Regions from separate parts of the Gossypium hirsutum genome. Here region 2 is linked to region 1. A link is a contact called in public Hi-C data. All regions are on one chromosome and are shown on one strand. The core of a region is the stretch at or near the end of the contact, and the rest is flanking DNA. Distances in the headings are between cores, read along the strand shown. Region 1 holds the start of LOC107951684 (FCS-Like Zinc finger 5). Region 2 overlaps LOC107951682 (a long non-coding RNA gene).

Region 1 (2,700 bases), core at 43-2,542:
ATGATGGTAGTAAAAAAAGGAAACTATATTAGAAAGAGTTATAACATTGGAATCCATGTATAAGAAGCTTAAAGCTTTGCCTATTTGCATCACCATCCACATCTTTATAATAATTTAACTGCACCCACTATTATATATGACGAAAGCCCATTGATTTCTACTCTTCTTCTTTTGAGGCTGGCTGGGTTTGGATTTTGGCTTAATTCCTATCGAAATTAATCATTCATCTACTTTCTTCAAAGTTCAAGCAGCAACCACAGGCTTCGCTTTAGAAGTCTTGGAGGAGGTGGTGGTTGAAGAGGAATGGGCATGGCGGTCTTCTTTCTTTGAAGCATTAATGTTTAGCTTTTCTTTTCTTTCATCTTGCTTCATCTGTTTTTCTCTGCACTCTTGACTACAAAACGCTGTATCCCCCCTGCAATAATGTTTCTCTTTTTCATTATTTGACAAATAATTCAACCCAAATATTGGCTTTAATTCTCTGTTAATAATTATAATTCTACATATAACTTCTAGATACCATATATTAATATAAATTAAAAAAAAAAAGTAAGAAGCAAAGACGGAGTTCTAAGGGAGGTTAAAATGTTGTTTGGATGGAAAGAAAGAGAATTTTTTTTTTCTCTTTCTTTTCTTGTTCATACAACTTTAGATTCAATCTTAATATATATGAACTGAATTTTCAATAAAATTTAAAAGAAAATAAATGAAACTGGATGAAAAGGAGAAAAATACCTATACATATATATGTCACGACCAGGAGCTAAGCGGCGATTACAAAGCCAACAAGCTCGCAAAAAAGGAGCAGCGGCAGTGGTGCTGCTGCCGATGACATGGCTAGTAAAAGAAGCTGGGTTTCTGGGCGACACCATGGCCAAGAAGCGTTGATCGTAACGGGAGTTAACGTCGGGGGATTCATGCAAAGGGTGGATTTGAGGGGGAGGAGGATGGGATATGATTGGGTCTTGGTGATGGTCGACGACATCCTCCGCGTCGGAGACATCGACGGTGATACCCGTCATGCTTGTCGTCCTCTTGATCGGCTGACGTGAGCGTTTTCCGAGCATCATCCTGCTATATGTATGCGTATTGGCTTTCTCTCTTGTTTTTGCTCTAGTGAATAGCAAAGGGAGTGGGAATGGAAGGAAAAGCGAGGTGGGGGAGATAAATTAAGGGAGAGAGGATTGAAATGTAAAACATGGTTAATTATGTATATTTTAACCTTTAGGGAAGAATCAAGGGAATCTTTGGCACCCTCAGCTGGAAGTTTTTAAATACGAAAGAGATTCATTTGGAGTTTTGGGAAGGTTAATTATTTAATTATATAAAAGTCCATTATTGCTATGTGTTGGGTTGCTGCTGGCATTGCTTTTACAAGCCTTGACATTTTGTTGCTAATGTCCCATCTTTCTTTTCTCACCTTTGGACCACCCCTATTCCTTTTTCATCTCTCTACCAAACTTAGGAATTCCAATTTCATAATAACACTTTTAAAAACTTTAATTTAAGTTTTAAATGTTTAATGTTGGTGTTAAAAATATTTTTGAAAAATAAAATATGTCTAAATGATATTTAAATTTGTTAATATTATAATATTTTAGTAAAAAATAATTTTGTTGATACATAGTATTAAAGAGGCAGATGAGAAGGAGAGTGGGCAGTGTCGAAGAAGATCAGTTCATCCACTCTAAGTTTGAAAGCCAAAAATAAAAAATAAAAATAAAGACTCTTCTCTTCTCTCTAAATTTTAATACGTTAAGCATTCATCCTAACTCTATTTACTTTTTTGGCTCTCAATCTTAGAGTGGGTGAACCGGCTTTCCTCGACACCGCCCCCTCTCCTCTTTCTTTGTCTCTGTTGATTTTATATATCAACAAATTCATTGTAACCCATTATTAATATTTTGATATATGAAATATAAAATTTAAATATTTTTTAAAAAAATTAATTATTTGTAAAATTTAATGTAAATATATAAATTATGTTTTAAATATAAAAAATATAATCTTTACAAATTTAAATATATAACATTGGTTTCTAAAATATACAAATTTCATTAACAATGGATTATAATTAGTTAAATATCTTAACTATAATTCATTCAACTCAATGCACTTTTGTTTCTTAGTATTAGGGGATCTTTAATTACTTTTTCTTTAGAATTTTGAGGTACACCCACTACAGTCTATAATATATAACTTAGCCTTAAATCATGGCACAAATGCTACAATATTGACAACTTGGGAAATCACTACAAAAATCCTAGGATTTTAATATCAAATCTAACGTAATTTGGAGTTTAATTAATCTCAAATTTCATTGAAATTAAATTTAAGTTTGGTTTTAGTTGTCACAATAATTTGAGTTTTCTTAATTTAATAGTACGATTCAATGTAGTTTCACTTAAATTGAGCTTAAATTATATCTTAATAGATGTTATAGTTATATAGATCTAATTCGATTGAAAAGAAAAAACAAAAATGATTTAATTTATAATTAATATATATATAAACGTTAGGCTAGAGAAACTTTTAAACAAATTAATCGTTTGTTGTTCATTGTATTAATGAATTTTACCATTTTAAAATTTTCTTTGCTATTCATAAGATTTATAACATTTATAAATAAAAAAATTATTTTATTTAAATATTTAGTTAAATAAATTTATTTAAAAGGAAGGTTTGCCACTTATAGAGGAA
Region 2 (2,700 bases), core at 82-2,581, 34 kb after region 1:
GCCGACCAAACGCAATGAAAATCTTAAGCTGGAATGTTCGTGGTTTGGGGAGACCACGGACGATTAAAAGACTTCGACATTCGCTGAAGATATATAATCCCCAAATAGTCCTCTTTATAGAGACAAAGCTTAGTAGACGACAGATGGAGTGAGTTCATAGAAGTGGTGGTTTTGTGAATGGTATTAAAGTTGACTCAGATGGTACACGAAGAGGTTTGTGTTTAACATTGAGGCTGAATATAAATATAACACTCCGTACTTTTTCCAAGAGGCATATTGATGTGATTGTTACGGACAAGGAATACAGGACTAATTAAAGATTTACGAGATTCTATGGATCCCTTTATGCGTCCGATAGGGCTGATTTATGGGCTGTTCTGAAAAGGTTGGCATTTGACAGGAATATTCCTTGGTTAGTTTGTGAAGATTTCAATGAGATTATGTATGGTTTTGAGAAAAAAGGAGGATTGCCTAGAGATGAAAGACGAATAAAACTCTTCCGAAGAACACTGGAAAAATGTCATCTAAACGATGTGGGTTTTTGTGGGAATTGGTTCACTTGGGAGAGAGGTACCACAGACGAACATTCGAGAACGGTTAGACAGAGGGGTTGCCAACACAGAATGGATTGTTATGTTCCTGAAGGTGAAAATCCAACATTTAGTGCACACTTTTTCTGATCATTATCCCCTTCTCATTAATACAAGAATGAATGAAGATCGCTTGAAGAATAAGGGTTTCAAATTTGAGGCCTGGTGGTCTTTGGAGGAATCTTTTATTAATGAAGTCAAATGTTTGTGGAAGGAGTCTTCAGGGGTCTTGTTGTAGAAGCTGGAAAATTTAAAAACAAGCTTGAAACAATGGGCGGGGAAAATTCATATGAATAGGATAAAGAAAAAACAAATCCTTATGGGAAAATTAGCAAAACAGTCTAAAGCAGAGAGAGATGATGAGAATTTAGCCTAGCTGATTGATACGAAAATTAATTTAAACTTGAATATTGATAAAGATGAATGTTATTGGGAACAGAGGGCTCGACTTAATTAGCTGAAATTTGGAGATAAAAATACAGCGTTTTTTCATAGTCATGCATCACAACGGCGAAAGATGAACCTTATTCGTAGATTACAAAATGAAGATGGAAGCGAAATGGTAGAATTGCAAGAAATAGAGGGTAGTGCTAGATCTTATTTTCAAAGTTTATTTTCAGCAGGAGGTAGAGGTAGTTACGACTATTTGTTATCTGGGATTGAGCATTGTATATTCGATGAAGATAATCAAAAGCTTACTGCAAAATATACCAGGGAGGAGAGTACAACAGCAGTTTTTAAAATGGGACCCACAAAGGCACCGGGGGAGGACGACTTTTCACCTTTTTTTTATCCAGAACATTGGCATATCGTTGGAGAAGATACCATTTCTTTTTGTCTTCAAATTCTTAATGGGAATATGGAGATTAGTGCTGTGAACTATACTAATATAGTACTTGTTCCGAAAGTCACCAGCCCCTCAAATATCACACAATTTTGACCAATCAGTTTGTGTAATGTGCTCTATAAAATTCTGGCTACGATTTTAACTAATCGTTTACGAGGTGCCATTGGTTAATGTATTGATGAAGCACAACGTGCTTTTGTGCCAGGATGATTAATATCAGACAACGTGCTATTGGCATATGAAGTATTGCGTAAGTTAAACACGAAGGGATCGGGGAAGACAGGGTATATGACAGTTAAACTAGACATGAGCATAACATAGGATAGAGTTGAATGAGCTTTTATAACAGAAGTCATACTACAAATGGGGTTTGATATGAAGTGGGTAGATGCCCTTATGAAATGTGTTTCAAAGATCTCTTATTCAGTAGTTATAAATGGGCATATTAGGGAAAAAATTTTCCCAACCAGAGGACTTAGACAAGGTGATCCGTTAAACCCGTTTTTATTCCTCTTATGTGGGGAGGGTCTGTCGAGCCTATTGAGGCTAGCAATGAATAGCAGGCTCTTTAAAGGTGTTAAGGTTAGTAGAAGCGAGCCACAGGTATCACATCTTTTGTTTGCTGATGATTGTATTTTATTTGGGGAGGCCATAAGTAGGGTTGCTACGTTATTCAAAGACATTTTGTGGGAGTATAAATTTTGTTCAAGTCAGTGTGTTAATTGTTAATTTTGACAAATCAAGTCTTTTTCAGTAAGAATACCTCGGAAGATGATAGGAGCTTGGTTCTTAATTTGCTAGGGGTCCGCAGTTCGAACGAACTAGAGCATTACCTGGGGTTGCTGAGTACGGTGGGCAGTAGGAAAAAGGCATCCTTTCAAAACTTGAAGGACCGACTCCGAAAACGTACTGATAATTGGAGCAATCGGCTTTTATCTCAAGGGGTGAAGGAAGTATTTGTGAAGGCCATTTTACAGGCGATACCAATTTACACGATGACCTGTTTTTTATTGCCTAAGGCCCTATGTGATGAATTCAAAAGTAAGTATTGTCGCACGATTCTGGTGGCAGAAGGGCCACAGAAAAAGGGGTATTCATTGGTGCACTTGGAAAAACCTTTGTGATTTAAAAGAAAATGGTGGTTTAGGTTTTAGAAATTTTGGTATCCAAATTCTTTGTTAGCAAGAGTTTTAAAAGCTAAATACTATCCGAATTCAAATTTTTTAAGTGTAGAGTTGGGCAATTTACCTTCACTCACCTGGA

What was found. Hi-C and Micro-C count contacts between places; a contact is called where the count stands out from the background.
Region 2: a Hi-C map of leaf shows a contact between it and region 1, with 1.8 times the contacts expected there. The contact joins the enhancer-like site here to the promoter of LOC107951684 in region 1. A contact is called at or near these places in 5 of 34 Hi-C or Micro-C datasets (leaf and seedling).

The regions. Positions count from the first base shown.
Region 1 is chrA02:98,922,334-98,925,033 of Gossypium_hirsutum_v2.1, forward strand. It overlaps LOC107951684 (FCS-Like Zinc finger 5), which reads right to left and starts at 1,293. Exons shown (of 2, transcript XM_016886806.2): 1 at 736-1,293; 2 at 5-415. The coding sequence starts at 1,070. The coding sequence ends at 244.
Region 2 is chrA02:98,956,465-98,959,164 of Gossypium_hirsutum_v2.1, forward strand. The region is part of intron 2 of LOC107951682 (a long non-coding RNA gene); the gene reads right to left. Among protein-coding and RNA genes, the nearest start is that of LOC107951682, 2.9 kb to the right of the region's middle. Within about 2 kb of position 1,332, at least 5 of the 9 cell types and tissues checked have an H3K27ac peak or open chromatin away from gene starts, as enhancers often do. A contact at or near this core is called in leaf, where this site is marked.